Linked DNA regions of Oryzias latipes: region 1 is linked to region 2. A link is a contact called in public Hi-C data. All regions are on one chromosome and are shown on one strand. Each heading gives the region's core, a stretch centred on a gene start, on an enhancer-like site or on the middle of the called end of the contact. The rest is flanking DNA. Distances are from core to core; before and after follow the strand shown. Region 1 holds the start of LOC101166063 (E3 ubiquitin-protein ligase znrf2). Region 2 overlaps trim71 (E3 ubiquitin-protein ligase TRIM71).

Region 1 (6,904 bases), core at 3,888-6,387, 150 kb after region 2:
ATCCAATCATCTAGCTGTAAAATGTGAAATATTGAAAGGTAAATAGAATTAGCTTTGTGGATTACGAAAAAGCAAAAGCAGCCCTAAGAGGACCTCATAAGTTTGCCTGTCTGCCACCTGTTGCTAAGTTTCTCCACCATGCCTGACCGCCCGCCCCAAAAAGCTAATGCATAACCTAAGAGAACGGCCTTTAGACTGCAATTAAACAACACTAAAGCCAGCAAAGGGGCCATTGCTCCAGTAACCTGTCCCACACAGCAGCCTTTATCACTCAGTTCCTTCATCAGGCTGAATGAACACAAACCAGCTTCAACCCTGATCTGTATTTTGCCAAGCTGCTTGTTTCTCGTCAGCCCATAATTAAGCAGTGTTCTAAAATATCTGCCATGTTAGACACCAACATTTAATTTCCTTTCTTCCTTCATTGGTTCCTCTCTGTTTTAGGACCTCATTGTTTCCTCCCTTCCCTCATTCCACATGTGTTTGAACTCATAACGTAAATTCTGCTGCTTTGCTTGATGAAAACGTTTCCGTTTGTGTTGCAGCATGTGTGGAGTGAGAGCGAGGACTGCCTTCCCTTTCTCCAACTGGCCCAGGACTACATCTCCTCCTGTGGGAAGAAGACTCTGTTGGAGGTGCTGGAGAAAGTCTTCACCTCCTTCAGGCCTGTAAGGAAACTTACTTCAGCTCCTCAAGCATTTCTGCAGCAGCAGCTTCTCCTCCTTGAATACAAGGCTCAGTCTGTCAGCTGTGGGCTAAACATCAGAAAGGCTGATTTTTACTTTGACTTATTTTAAGGAGGAAAAATTAAGTTCAAAGGTTTGTGTAAAAAAAAAATGTAAAAAATGTTCATCTTTTTTTAGCTTAAATGATATTGTTTTTAAATCTGGTAACCAAAATTTCACATTTTTAGGTTAAACCGTATGAATAAAATCACAGAGGCTTAAATTTAAAAGGAGAATCATTGTACATACATTTTTTTTACTGTTTTCAAGGGTTCAACAAAAGGAAACCTATACTGTCTGCCTAATTCAGTGTGTCTAAGGTAGCTGATTGAACAAGACAAAGTAAAGTTTAAAGTTGGGTTGGGTCACCCACTTGCCTGTCAAAAACAGCATCCCCAAATATGAAGAGATTTGAGCTTTACTAAAATCAAAACTGCAGATTTTTAAAAGGAATTCACCCTTACCCCCAAAAAGCTGTCAGATACAGGAAATAAAGTAATGAACATAAAAATCCTTCAAACCAAGCGTAAATATGTTTTATTTTGGTGTAAAATTAGCCTTCAAGCATTGGAGTCGATAGGAAATTGCTCGTTTTTGTAACCTGCCTCCGGTGGTCTTTAGTGGAACTGCAAAACTTGGTACTTCCTGGTTTGTGTCGAGTTTGGGAACATAGGGTGGTGTCTTGTTTTAATAATATGATGCTGATTACTCAATAACTAAAACTTATAAACGCACGCAATTAAAATGAATGATCCACTGAAGAAAAAAACTCTTTTGCAACGACAAGACAGAACTAAAACCAAACAAAAGATCTCTTAGATTTCTGTCCTTCCTGAGTCCCAATGACGGCATGAAGATTTGAAGTAAGCCAGTGGTCACATGACTTGATACATTTGTTTTGCACTGATGTGAAGCACCAACAATCAGAAAGACTGGCAGAACCACAAGTGCTGACATTTGTTTAAAAAGATTCAGGTGTTTAATGCCAAAGAAGTTAAAAAAGGTTTGAACCAGAACACAAGGATGTTTAATGATGTTTGGAATTATACTATTTAACACTGAAGTAAAGGAAAACTGACCTGCCTGTGCAAAAAGCGGCCTAGTGGTCAACTGGTCCTCTACCAGGGCTTCACTTGCCTCTATTTTTAAATGGCTCAAAGCGGAAGTTGTGGCATTTCCCCTTGTCCTACTTTGTTGTTATGGTTAAATAACCAACAGAGTGTGGAAAACACAAATTTCACACAGAGAAGGTGGCAGAATTCCCTCCTGTTCAAAGTCCTCTCTACCCATCAGTAAATTGAAAGAGAAGGAGCTCTTGTGAGCTTCACACTCATCGGCAGGATATAACCTTTACCTTTGAGACAACAGTCCATCTTGTAGTGCTTCATGGCAATCTATGGTCTTAAAGCTTAATGTAACAGGATTTGTTTCAGTCCTGAATATTTGAAGAAAAGAGCCCATCAACTTAAGCTTCACCTCCCACCTTCCTTACCTTGCAGACCACTTCAGGGTTTCCGTCCCAAAAAAGTTTGTTTTGAACATTATAAGCGAGTTTATCCCCCTCGAGGCAAGAAAAATGCACAAGAACTCCCCCCCATCCCCACCCCCATGTGTAAAAGCTAACAAATTGTACAGAAAAGTCTTAGTCTTAAAGCTCCATTCTGTTTATGATGAAAAGTAAAACCTACCAGTAGTTCTGTATTTGAGTCTTTTCCATTGTAGCTGTTTTTGTCCTCTAAATAAAGATTTAATTATTCAAAATCTTCTTTTTCTGCTAGCTGCTGGGCCTTCCAGACATAGACGACGACACCTTTGAGCACTTCCACGCCGACGTGGAGGGGGAACCTGGACCCGACCAGCAGCAGATGGGGGTCAGCCAGCAGTGATCCGCCCCCACCCCTCCAGTACCCATAAGGAGACCTGGCCTGAGCAGAGCTGCTCCAAACCTCCGGACATGAACACATGATAAACATACTTACAGTCAACTTGCTGGAATTGCACCATTTTTCTTGAATGTCTCAGTGGCTTTGCTTCCCAAAGAATGCACTTTGTCGAGTCCTCCATAGAACAAACACACACACACACATTGGGGAGGTGGGACCCTGTGTACAATGCAAGTAGTAATCCTCCATCTGCTTGGTTCCTCAGAAAGAGTCCAGAGGTTGGGTAAAAGTAGAGTTGGACGTCACGACAATAAACCCCTTCTAACTCTGTGGAGGAATCTGCGGAAAATTGTCCTTCTGGGGCTGCAGATGTGAGGATGAGGATGAGAGGAAGAAGCAAGTGTGTGTGTGTGTGTGGGGGGGGGGGGGGGGGGCTCTATAAATGACATGACAAACATCATACAGTTACAGGAAACCCATTTTAGATGTTTATTGTTGCACACTGTCACAGTTATGGACACCCCCCCCCCCCCCCCCCCACACACACACACACAAACATGCTGCACATGACACTTCTCATATCCTTCAGTCTTCCTGGTTGTTGTCGGTGGTCTTCTCTTCTGCAAAACTCCTAGATTCTTCTACATGCCTTTTCTTCCTATCTCTGCTGTTTTCAACCTTTCATCTGATGACCAAGCTGAGAAGGGGGGAGGCCCTCACCCCAGGGTAGGGCCCATGTTCTTTCCAGTCACAGATGCACTGCAGCGCTCCCCACATGACAGCCCCCCACACACCCCACATTTCCTTTTGCCTGTAACGCTGTTCCTTCATGAGCCTGTGATCGTCCAGCAGTCTCTTCTGTTTGCTCAATAAACCCGTGTGAGCAGAGCCCTCCTCTCCCGCCTGACTTTTATTGGAGCACAAGACACAAACATGGAGGGATTTTCATGTTGGACCTGCTGCTGCTGCTGCTGACGTCACAGACCACCTGACGCTCACTGCGTCAGGTTTGAGACGTCTATGCGCACAGGAAGCTGGGCTTCAACTTTCAAAGTAAAAGCACGAAAATGGTTGGCTGCACAGAAGACCTGGGGAAACTGTTATTTACTCTGTCAAGAAGAAATAGAACTACTTTGTCCGCTTAACAAAAAAAAAAAGAATATTATAATATATATAATATATAAGTTTCAAATAATTAGAATATATAAGAAGCCCTGTGACCCCGAAAGGGATAAAACGGCAGAAAATGAATGAAGGAACATAAGAAGTAAAATTATTCACCCATTCTTCTCAGCAACTTTTGCAAATAAATCAAAATTAACTTATAGACTCAGCTGCATAAATGAATCCACAAATATGAGTATTTACACATCAAACATGCACCAACAGGCAAAACTCAAGATTTTGAACCACAACCATAGAACAAAACAACAGCATGCAATGTCCAAAAAAGGACCTCACATAATAATAAATACATATTAGTTACATAATGTTGCACAATGTAAATGCATAATTCTTATTAATTTACCTAAAATGCATCCTCAGACCTCTGTACAGCAACATAAACACTCCTCCATATTTTGTACCTTTATGATCTTAAAATTATGTCAATTTTGAAAAATTAGTCATTTTTGAGAACAAAATATTTCTGGAAAAATCATAGAATTCTCGGAAACCTGCTATGAATTTAATTAAAGAACGTAAAACATCTATGATAACGGCTGAATTACAACATTTAACTCCCAAAAAGTTTTTGGTTGATGAAAGGTCAACCTTGTGTAATCTTCATAGATAAGCTTTAAACTGCTGCTTTCAAAGGGCTTTTTCCAGTCTAAACCTGCTGGTTCTTTACTCATGCCGGCACTGAAAATTTCATTTTTTAAATCCTTTTAGGTGTTGAGACAGTTTTGACATAGAGACCTTATCATGAAAACATTTTGAAATCAGGGTTTTATGAAACATTACTTGTAAATTTTGACTTTTCTGCTGACAACTGAAGATAGAGAAACTTTAGGATGTTTTCATGGAATAGAGACAGACAGGAATTTTTGTCTTGACGGACAGATGAGAAGAAAATGTAAGTGTCGTTGCAAATGATCTGCTGAGTGTGTTGAACATTTGGTCTGAATGTTCTGCTCTACAGGCAGAAAAAGAAACAGTGATTGATTTGAATCTTCTCCACCTCTTCACAGTCACACCCACCTCATCTTTTTGTGTGGGTCTGTGTTTGCTCTCCGTTTGAACCGAAATGACATTTCCTATTTCAATTTATTACAACACACTTTAGGAATAAATAAAACTCAAATAAGTCCCCTGGGAACAGGGACATTTTTAGTCTTTATTTTGACATGAGCACACTTAAAGTACATTGTTGAGTAAAACTAACAAACCTCTGAGCGTTTATTACACCACCTACCTCAGACAGATAAAACCATTCGAGTAGTGCTCCTTTTTTCGGCCCCGAGGACACAAAGGTTTTGCAGGCTTTTATTTTGAAGCCAGCTTTCCGTTTCATGTGCTGTATTTCTGTGACTTTGACCAAACTGCCCCACAGCAGGAGGAGGAGGGCAATCCTGTTTTTATTTTTCTGTCCAGACGGCTGCAGATAAGTACAAAAACAAAGTGGGAGCAGAAGAGCTTGGGGTCTGCCGCTGCGCCTCAGCCCTCGTCTGGAGCGCAGGAGCCGCTGGCGCGATCCCGCAGAGGTCTTCTCCACTTTGTCTTCTTCTTCCCATTGTTATAAAAAAAGTGGGGGGAGGAGGAGGGCTGAGCTACGAAGGGAGAGACAGAAAACAACCCCGAACAACTGAGAGCAAGTTCAGCGTCAGCGTGTGCGCACTTTACGCACGGGCAGAAATCTGACATGCGGGACCGCGGCTGATTCCTGTCCTTTTGTTGGCTTCCTCCCTTCAGAAGTCACTGTCATAATGTCTCGTGCAAGAAATCTTTAATAAAAGCCGACGCAGCATCATGGGGGCCAAACAGAGCAGCCAGGTGTTTGACGGCAGGACTCGGGCTTACTCCAGCTCAGACCTCCCGTCTGGGAACTCCGGTGGACGGGAAAGGATTTCGGGATTGAGGTACACCAACGGACCCGACGGACCCCGAATCCGATACACAGCTGGAGGCCCGAACAGCTCCGGGCTGAGTATCCCGGCCGGCGGCAGGTCAGGGTCACACAATCAGAGCCTGGATGGCACAGATGAGGTGGAAGGCCAGCTGCCCCCCGACAGCCACAGGTTACTCATAGGCTCTCTGCCGGCACAACTATCGCCTCGCCTGCTGGGAGGTAAGGCTCCAGCGCGCAACATGTTGACCACAAACCCATGATGACATCTACTGATTCTGTCTGCGTGGACTAGGAATGCTTGTTTGCAGCACAGAATGTCCCATTCTTATCTCCAACACTTTGTGCAGCAGCTCTCCGAGCACTCCTGACTCTGTTAGGGAAGCATACTGCTCAGTGTTTTTCCATCTGTGATACCTGCCACAGTTCATATCTGTTTGATGACTGACTTCTTTGTTTGGCACATTAACTGAGCCACAGGTGGCCCCGGCTGCTCTGCTGTTCTTTGTTTTCCTTCTTCTGCTCTTGTGTTTTTACAGAACAGGACTGTTTTGCGCTCTGGCTGAGAGGGAAGAGCGCAGTATGTAGGTCAACAGATAAGAGCTTCCTGCTGGTTACACATTGCTTGACAGGCAGACGCACAACAACGGCACACAAACTTCCTGAATCTGCAGGTCTTGCTGTTTTCTGCAGCTCGCCGGATTAGATCACAACAAAAGCCAAACGCCGCCTCAGGACTCCCTAAAACCGAAGCCCAGCCTTTGCCTTCTGTTGGCAATTTTTCATAACTGACTTTCAGATCCCCTCCCCCTCTGTCCACGTACAAGCATAACTAATGAGGAAGTGTAATGACTGGAAACCTCATCGATAACCTTTGGTCATGGGAGTCGTGTGACTGTGACTCTGCAGAACTTCTGGCTGCTGGGATGGTTTCAGGCTATTTTCTGTGTTTTGCAAATCATAGTGATTTAAAATGCATCTTTGAAGCAACATGTGGGTCAAATTAGACACAGAAATCTTTCTGGTCTGCCTAATAATGTTTCCTGGTTTATGTTGCTGCATTGAATAAGGTCATCTATCAAATAGGTCAGGAGGTGATAATGGATTTCTGTGGAAGACCGGGAGTTGCATGCAAGCGTTTCAGCTGCAACGGTTCCAACGTCTTTCCCTGTTTACACGTCAATAAAAGACTCTGGGAGAGCTGCGTCTGGACCCCTTTCAGTGTTTAT
Region 2 (6,122 bases), core at 3,171-5,670:
CGCCTTCGGTTCTGTTCCTCGGCTGGGTTCCCGCTCTGTGATTGCAGGTGTTTGAGGAAAGAAGAGGCGCCGCAGTGTGTGGCGTGCACGGTCGTAGACCTCCTTTAAATGATTGTAAGCTGGAAAGGAAAAAGGTTTGAAAACGTAGAAATAAAAAATAAAAAAATGATCTCAGGTAGTTTCCGGCGGGCTCGTGCTGCTGGTGTCCCACTGATCCTGTCCCCTAGTGAAATAATGTAGTGACTCCCCCCTCTCCGTATTAGCCTGATTCTTTTGTGTGCCCTTTACATTATTATCAACATGAATTCTCAATCAGAAAAAAAAGCTTTTGATTAGTTTCCCTGATTTCTCTTCTGGAGTTGTAGAGAAAAGTTCAAATCCTTCACACCACTCGAGGCTCGCCGTTCCTTTTAGAATGTATTTTGTGAAGAAAAGGGATGGACTGGCTCTCGTTGGCGCCGCGTGGTGCTTTTCCCTGCTGGGGGGGTTGCAGGACGGGCCCCGGTGGCAGAGGAAGGTGGGGAGGATGGAAGGGCCGAGGCTTGAGGGGAGCTCTTCAGACCCCACCATGGTGTCCTGCCACCCCCCCACCAGCAGGTGATTGTGGGCGTAGCGCCTGTGCGCTGGATCTGTTACTTTAAGCTGAAATCCACTGAATGTATCCTGCTCTCAGTCCACGAGCCAGGGGGCGCCGGCGCGGCCAGCTGAGCGGGGAGGAGTGCTGCCGGGTTGGGTGTGAGGGGGTGGGGGGGTCGGTGTGACCAGTCCAAACCGCCTGACTCCCACCCCCCCTCGACACACACACTGAGCCGAGCGCACACGTCAGGTCTTTGGTCCAAATGAGGCTAAAATTTCTCGGCCGCTCCCTGAACTCTGTGGACTTTAAACGTTTCCTATGCAGTTCTCTTGGTTGTTTTTGTTTTGTTTACGCTTAAATAAAGTTGTATTTCTTTGGCTTCAACCGTGTCTTTCTTTAAGTGCAGAAAACACTTTTTCCCAGCATCCTTTGTTTTGTGTGTTTTTCACACAATGAGTGCACAGCATCAAGATAAAACAGCAGACCAACCTGTTCAGGACGGACGCACACACACCAACACACACTAACGCAGACGCTCACACTCTGTGTGGTACAGAACAGGTTTGGACAGGTTTTTTTTGGGGGGTGGGGGGGTGGAAGTGAGCTACTCCATCCTAATTTGGACTAAAATTATTTCTGGTCGTTTCTAGTCCAAAGATCAGATGTTTGTTCAGATTTACTTTTTCTCCTAATAACTATAACTCTTTTACGAACCAAAGGGATCTAAATACATCCATCTCAGACTTTTGGAGTTTATGCAGAGGCTCGGATTTTATAGGTAATGTGGGACTGATGTAAAGGTGACGGCTTGAGCTGATTTTTCAGCCTCGGAGCAACAAACCGACAAAGATGGAGGAAAAGAGGCCGAATGAATTGAAACTTATGACAGAAGGAGCAGAAAATCTTTGCCTCCAGGCCGCAGGTTTGACAGCGGAACAGAGGATTATGAAATCAACACATTCAGTTTCCTCATAGGAAGACACGCCTGTCTGATTCCTGAATAAAACTCATTTGTTTGCAGCTCAGTTTGTTTTTTTTTTTAGGTTTTTTTTATGCATCTAAAGTGAAGGAAAGAAGTATTTGATCCCAAAAGTAATTGACAGTCTGTCATCCTCATTGTATGTTCATTTAAACAATGAGAGATAAAAAACCACAAAGAGCATTAAGAAATCCACTTTGAAGAATTTAAACACATTATTTGAATTTCATTGAGGGGAAAAAGTCAGGTTTCTTGTAGAGGATCAGGTTTCTGCACATATCAGGAGGAAATTTGGTCCACTCTTCTTTACAAATGACTTCTAAATCATTCAGATTTGGTGGTCTTGGTTGTATGTCACCTGATTTAAGCTTCCTGGTGGAGGGGAGGAGCTTCTCACTCTTGATTTGATGGTTATTTGGCTCTTCCCATCCACACGGTGAAGTAACCCTGTACAGAAAAACACCCCCATAGCATAATGCATCCACCTCCGTGCTTGACAGTGGGGATGGTGTTCTTGGGGTCATAGTCAAAGCCTTTTTCTCTTCCTCCAAACACGATGGGTTGAGTTGATGCCAAAGAGCTCAGTGTTGGTCTGATCTGACCACAACACCTTCTCTCAATCTCTCTCTAAATCATGAAGGTGTTCATGGCAAACTTCAGGCCGGCTCATGTGTCTTCTTAAGCAGAACTACTTTGAGACCTCTAAAAAATGTTAAACTATTGCTGCGTTGGTTTTTCCTGGTTCCAGCTGCTTTGAGATCATCAACTAACTCCTGTCATGTTATTGTAGAGATTTCTGACTGTTGATCATGATCATGGAGACCCCACCAGAACAGATCTGCTTTGGAGCCTCAAACCTAAAGGTGGATTGATGGTCATGTTGCAGCAACACTTATCACCTTAAAACCCCAGCTTCTTGCTGTTGGTTTTATAGTCCATTCCGGTCTTGTGCAGGTCTACAATCTAAATCCACTGAAAGCGATTTAGTCTTTCCATGTTGGAGACTTTGGAGTCTGAGTGATGGACTGATTCTGTGGACAGGTGTCTTTTCTACAGGTGATTAGTTCAAGCAGATGTCTTCAATTCAGGTGACAGGTTGGTTAGGAGAGTCTAACTGGTCTGTGTGAACCAGAACTCTTCATGGTTACTAGGGGATCAAATACCTATTGACCTTAATGAAATGTAAATTAATGTACACTTCTCAAAAACACAAAAGGAAACATCTACATAACTCAGTGTTGCTCCAAGTCAATCCCACTTCTGTGTAATCAAACTGTCCAGTTAGGAAGAAACACTGACGAACAATTTCACATGTTTTGTGGAATAAACAACAGCTGGAAATAATAGGCGATCAGCAAGAAACCTTCTATAAAGGAATGGCTCTGTGTGTGCGCGCACATGCGCGTGTGCGTGTCCAGATCATAGAGGCACTACCAGGAGACAGTAAACCAGGAGATGTGGAGGAGGCTGAAGGAGGGCAACAACCCTGCACCAGGACCACCAAAGAGAAAAACCGAGCCCTGCAAAATGACCTCCAGCAGGCCACAATTGTGCATGTGTCTTCTGCTAGACAAAGGTGTTGATGTAATGGACCAGCCCGCCCATTCCCCAGACCTGAATCCAATAGAGAGCATCTGGGACTTCCAGTGTCAGTCCATCCGCTAACGTCAGGTTACATCACAGACTGTTCAGGGTGGATGCTTTGGTCCATCAGAACCGTACCCAGGCATTGCAGGGAAGTCATACGGGCACATGGAGGCCACGCCCACTACGGAACCTCATTTTTGACTTGTTTCAAAGACATTACATTAAAGTTGGATCAGAAGCTAGTGAGTTTTTCCACTTTAGTTTTGAGTATTATTCAACATCCAGACCTCCATTAAGATAATACAATTATTTTCCAAAAATACATTTTTGTTTGGTTGTGTTGTCGGCACAAACAAAAATTGTGTAAGCAATGATGCATTTAGAACGGATAAATCAGGTAAAGGATGTTTTTTTTTTTGGAGTGTTCCGTTTATTTTTTGAGCAGTGTGATTTCTATCTCTGACTGTACAAATGAACCTACCATCAGGATGACAATTTAATTTCACAAAATAAGCAAATACTCATTTCCTCCACTGTATTGTGAAGTCAATGCAGAGTTTTAGCTATTTTAACTGGATTAAATGAGTTACATTGAGGGACAGTTCGATGAACTGAAGCTAAAATCTCGTGGCTTTGTTCAGGGCTTGTAAACAGTGAGTTTGGGGATTCAGAACTTTTTCATTTTGTTGTGTTGTATATTTTTTATCTTCATCGTTCATTAGTTTTTTCATTTTCCTGATTTTAAAACATTTCTGGAAGCAGCTCTTTATTACGTTTCTCTGTTTCTTAGGTTTGGGCTTTTCCTGATTTGGTTTTTATGGAGAGAAAAACGGTTTAATTTTCAGACTGTTCTCAAAGATTTTTTTTTTCTTTTGTTTAGTAGTCATATGTGAAAATTTATAATATATTATGTAGTCCTGTGCTAATTTGTTTTGCATAAAGTAAAGAAAGGAATTGAAATAATTATTTGTTTAATCGTTGTCAAACATAAAAATGAAGCAGTTTGAGCTGAAAACACCCAAACCTTTTTTTTTCCTCATAAAATATACAAACTATGATCTAAATTACATGATCTGTTTGCAGACTGTATGGTATTTGTTTTGGTGGATTAAAGCTTTTTGTTTCTGCTGTAAAATCCCCGGAAATAGGTAAAAACAAAAAAATATAACAAATTCTAAGAATTGCATATTTTTTACTTTGTTTTGTTGGTTTGTTTACAGAGAAAAAAAATCCAGTTTTGCCGCAGCTTTGTTCGCAGCTCTCCCTAGTGGACAGAACAGGAAGTACAACCTTAGCGCTTCTTTCCCTCTAGCTCAGGGGGGCCGACAGGTTTGACACAAAGAGCCGAAATTTTTAACTGTGATAGTCAAACAGCCACACCACGCACTGTCCTGCCAATACATACACACACAAACAAACACACAATTAAAGCCATATTATTCCCAGAAACACACTCCTCTCCTTACAATACAACAGCCCTGGATGTAATAAAGGGTGCAGTTTCAGTTATGGGTGTTTTACGTTAACACATACCGGTAAAACATGCACGTGTTTTAAAAAGGCAGAGGAAGCAAAACTGAGTTGGTTGTGTTTTTTTTTTTCAGTCATCAATCAGCATCCTGAACTCCATTAAAGTCGTCATCTTCTGCATCTGGAATGAACAGCTGGGCTACATTTCTATCAAACACGCCGGCTTCCCTTTGGTCATCGTCAGAGTCCGTCTAGTTGCCGTGCGCCTCCTCATAAATGATGCCGCCTGTTGGGAAAGATCCAAGAACAGAAAGAAAGACACGTCAGCCCAAGTATCATTCCATTCAGAAAACTGTGGCGTAACTCGCCTGGCGCTGCCTCCCAGTATGAGGAGCGGAAGATGGACAGCTTTTCGTTGTAATCCGCCGGCCAGTTTCAGGTCTTCCAACTAAGTCAACCTTGCCTTGTTTCCGTGGAAACTCAGCTGCATCTCTTAACTGTCAGAGTTTGTTTTCCAGCTTAGTTCCTCCACTTGCAAATCATGGATTCATTCACCTTGAATTCTTTCGCAGCTGCTCGATTCCCATGTTCCTCCGCGTAGCTGATAACTTGCATTTGAAACTGAGCTTCATAAGCAGTCTCTTTGCAGAATTCTCAGTGTTTCCAAAACGGTGTTGTTCTGCATCATGCTCATACCTGCACCTTTGTACTATTCGGGGTGTCTTCTTTCACGTCGTCAATTCCCCTCCTCACCGTTCTCATGCTGTCCTCTCCTACGTCCTCTATACAGAAGTCAAACAACAACCCCTTTGGGCCGCACCATAGGGCGCACCGTACATTTGGGAGAAAATGTAGGACTTTAGTACGCCTTATGGTCTTGAAAGTATGGTATATAGAAAATATGATAGGAGGGAGAGATCTGCATGTGTATTTGAGGCTGAAATTTATTTATAATAGTCATTTTTACATGCATTCCTTGTTGGAATGCATTTGGAATGTTGCAGTTTCACTCCTCGACCGCTAGATGTCAGCAGTATTACACTGAACTTTACTCCCTAATAGAGACTTCCAGTCTCACATTCAGTATTTATGCAGAATATTGAAGTAATCAGATTACAGAGGAGGGGCTGGATTACAATGCATTGTACCATGAAGCATAAATGAGACAGAGATCTCTGGCTGTGAAATGAACTAAATTCTCCTTGAAACCACCAGAGAAGTGTCCTAAAGTCACAACTGAGCCATGAAAGCTTCTTCAAAGCAATGGCGACAGGAAGCGCCTGGCTGATCAAACACACCAGCAGGCCGGCGGCACCTCCAATCCAGAGCGCAGAGCTGGTGAAGGAGGCCCCAGCAGATGGCTGGGAGGACCTTTTGCTGCTGGCGTGCGTGTCTACATGCAGGTCTCTGCATTTGTGGATGAGGTGGTTCTCAGAGGAGCCAATTAGCTGCAGCAGACTGTGAAGGCACCCGAGAGCTCAGAGATCCAGGCTGGTTCTCTTTGTTCTG

What was found. A called contact is a pair of places that touch in the nucleus more often than the background predicts.
Region 1: a contact with region 2 is called in a Hi-C map of embryo, with 1.8 times the contacts expected there. The contact joins the promoter of LOC101166063 here to the enhancer-like site in region 2. A contact is called at or near these places in 2 of 5 Hi-C or Micro-C datasets (embryo and fibroblasts).

Annotation. Positions count from the first base shown.
Region 1 is chr11:14,372,880-14,379,783 of ASM223467v1, forward strand. It overlaps LOC101166063 (E3 ubiquitin-protein ligase znrf2), which reads left to right and starts at 5,138. Exons shown (of 4, transcript XM_004073876.4): 1 at 5,138-5,897. The coding sequence starts at 5,579. It overlaps mturn (maturin), which reads left to right. Exons shown (of 4, transcript XM_023959903.1): 3 at 546-668; 4 at 2,504-3,497. The coding sequence ends at 2,611.
Region 2 is chr11:14,223,596-14,229,717 of ASM223467v1, forward strand. trim71 (E3 ubiquitin-protein ligase TRIM71) reads left to right here. Exons shown (of 8, transcript XM_023959896.1): 8 at 1-961. Among protein-coding and RNA genes, the nearest start is that of trim71, 31 kb to the left of the region's middle. Within about 2 kb of position 4,421, at least 3 of the 8 cell types and tissues checked have an H3K27ac peak or open chromatin away from gene starts, as enhancers often do. A contact at or near this core is called in embryo, where this site is marked.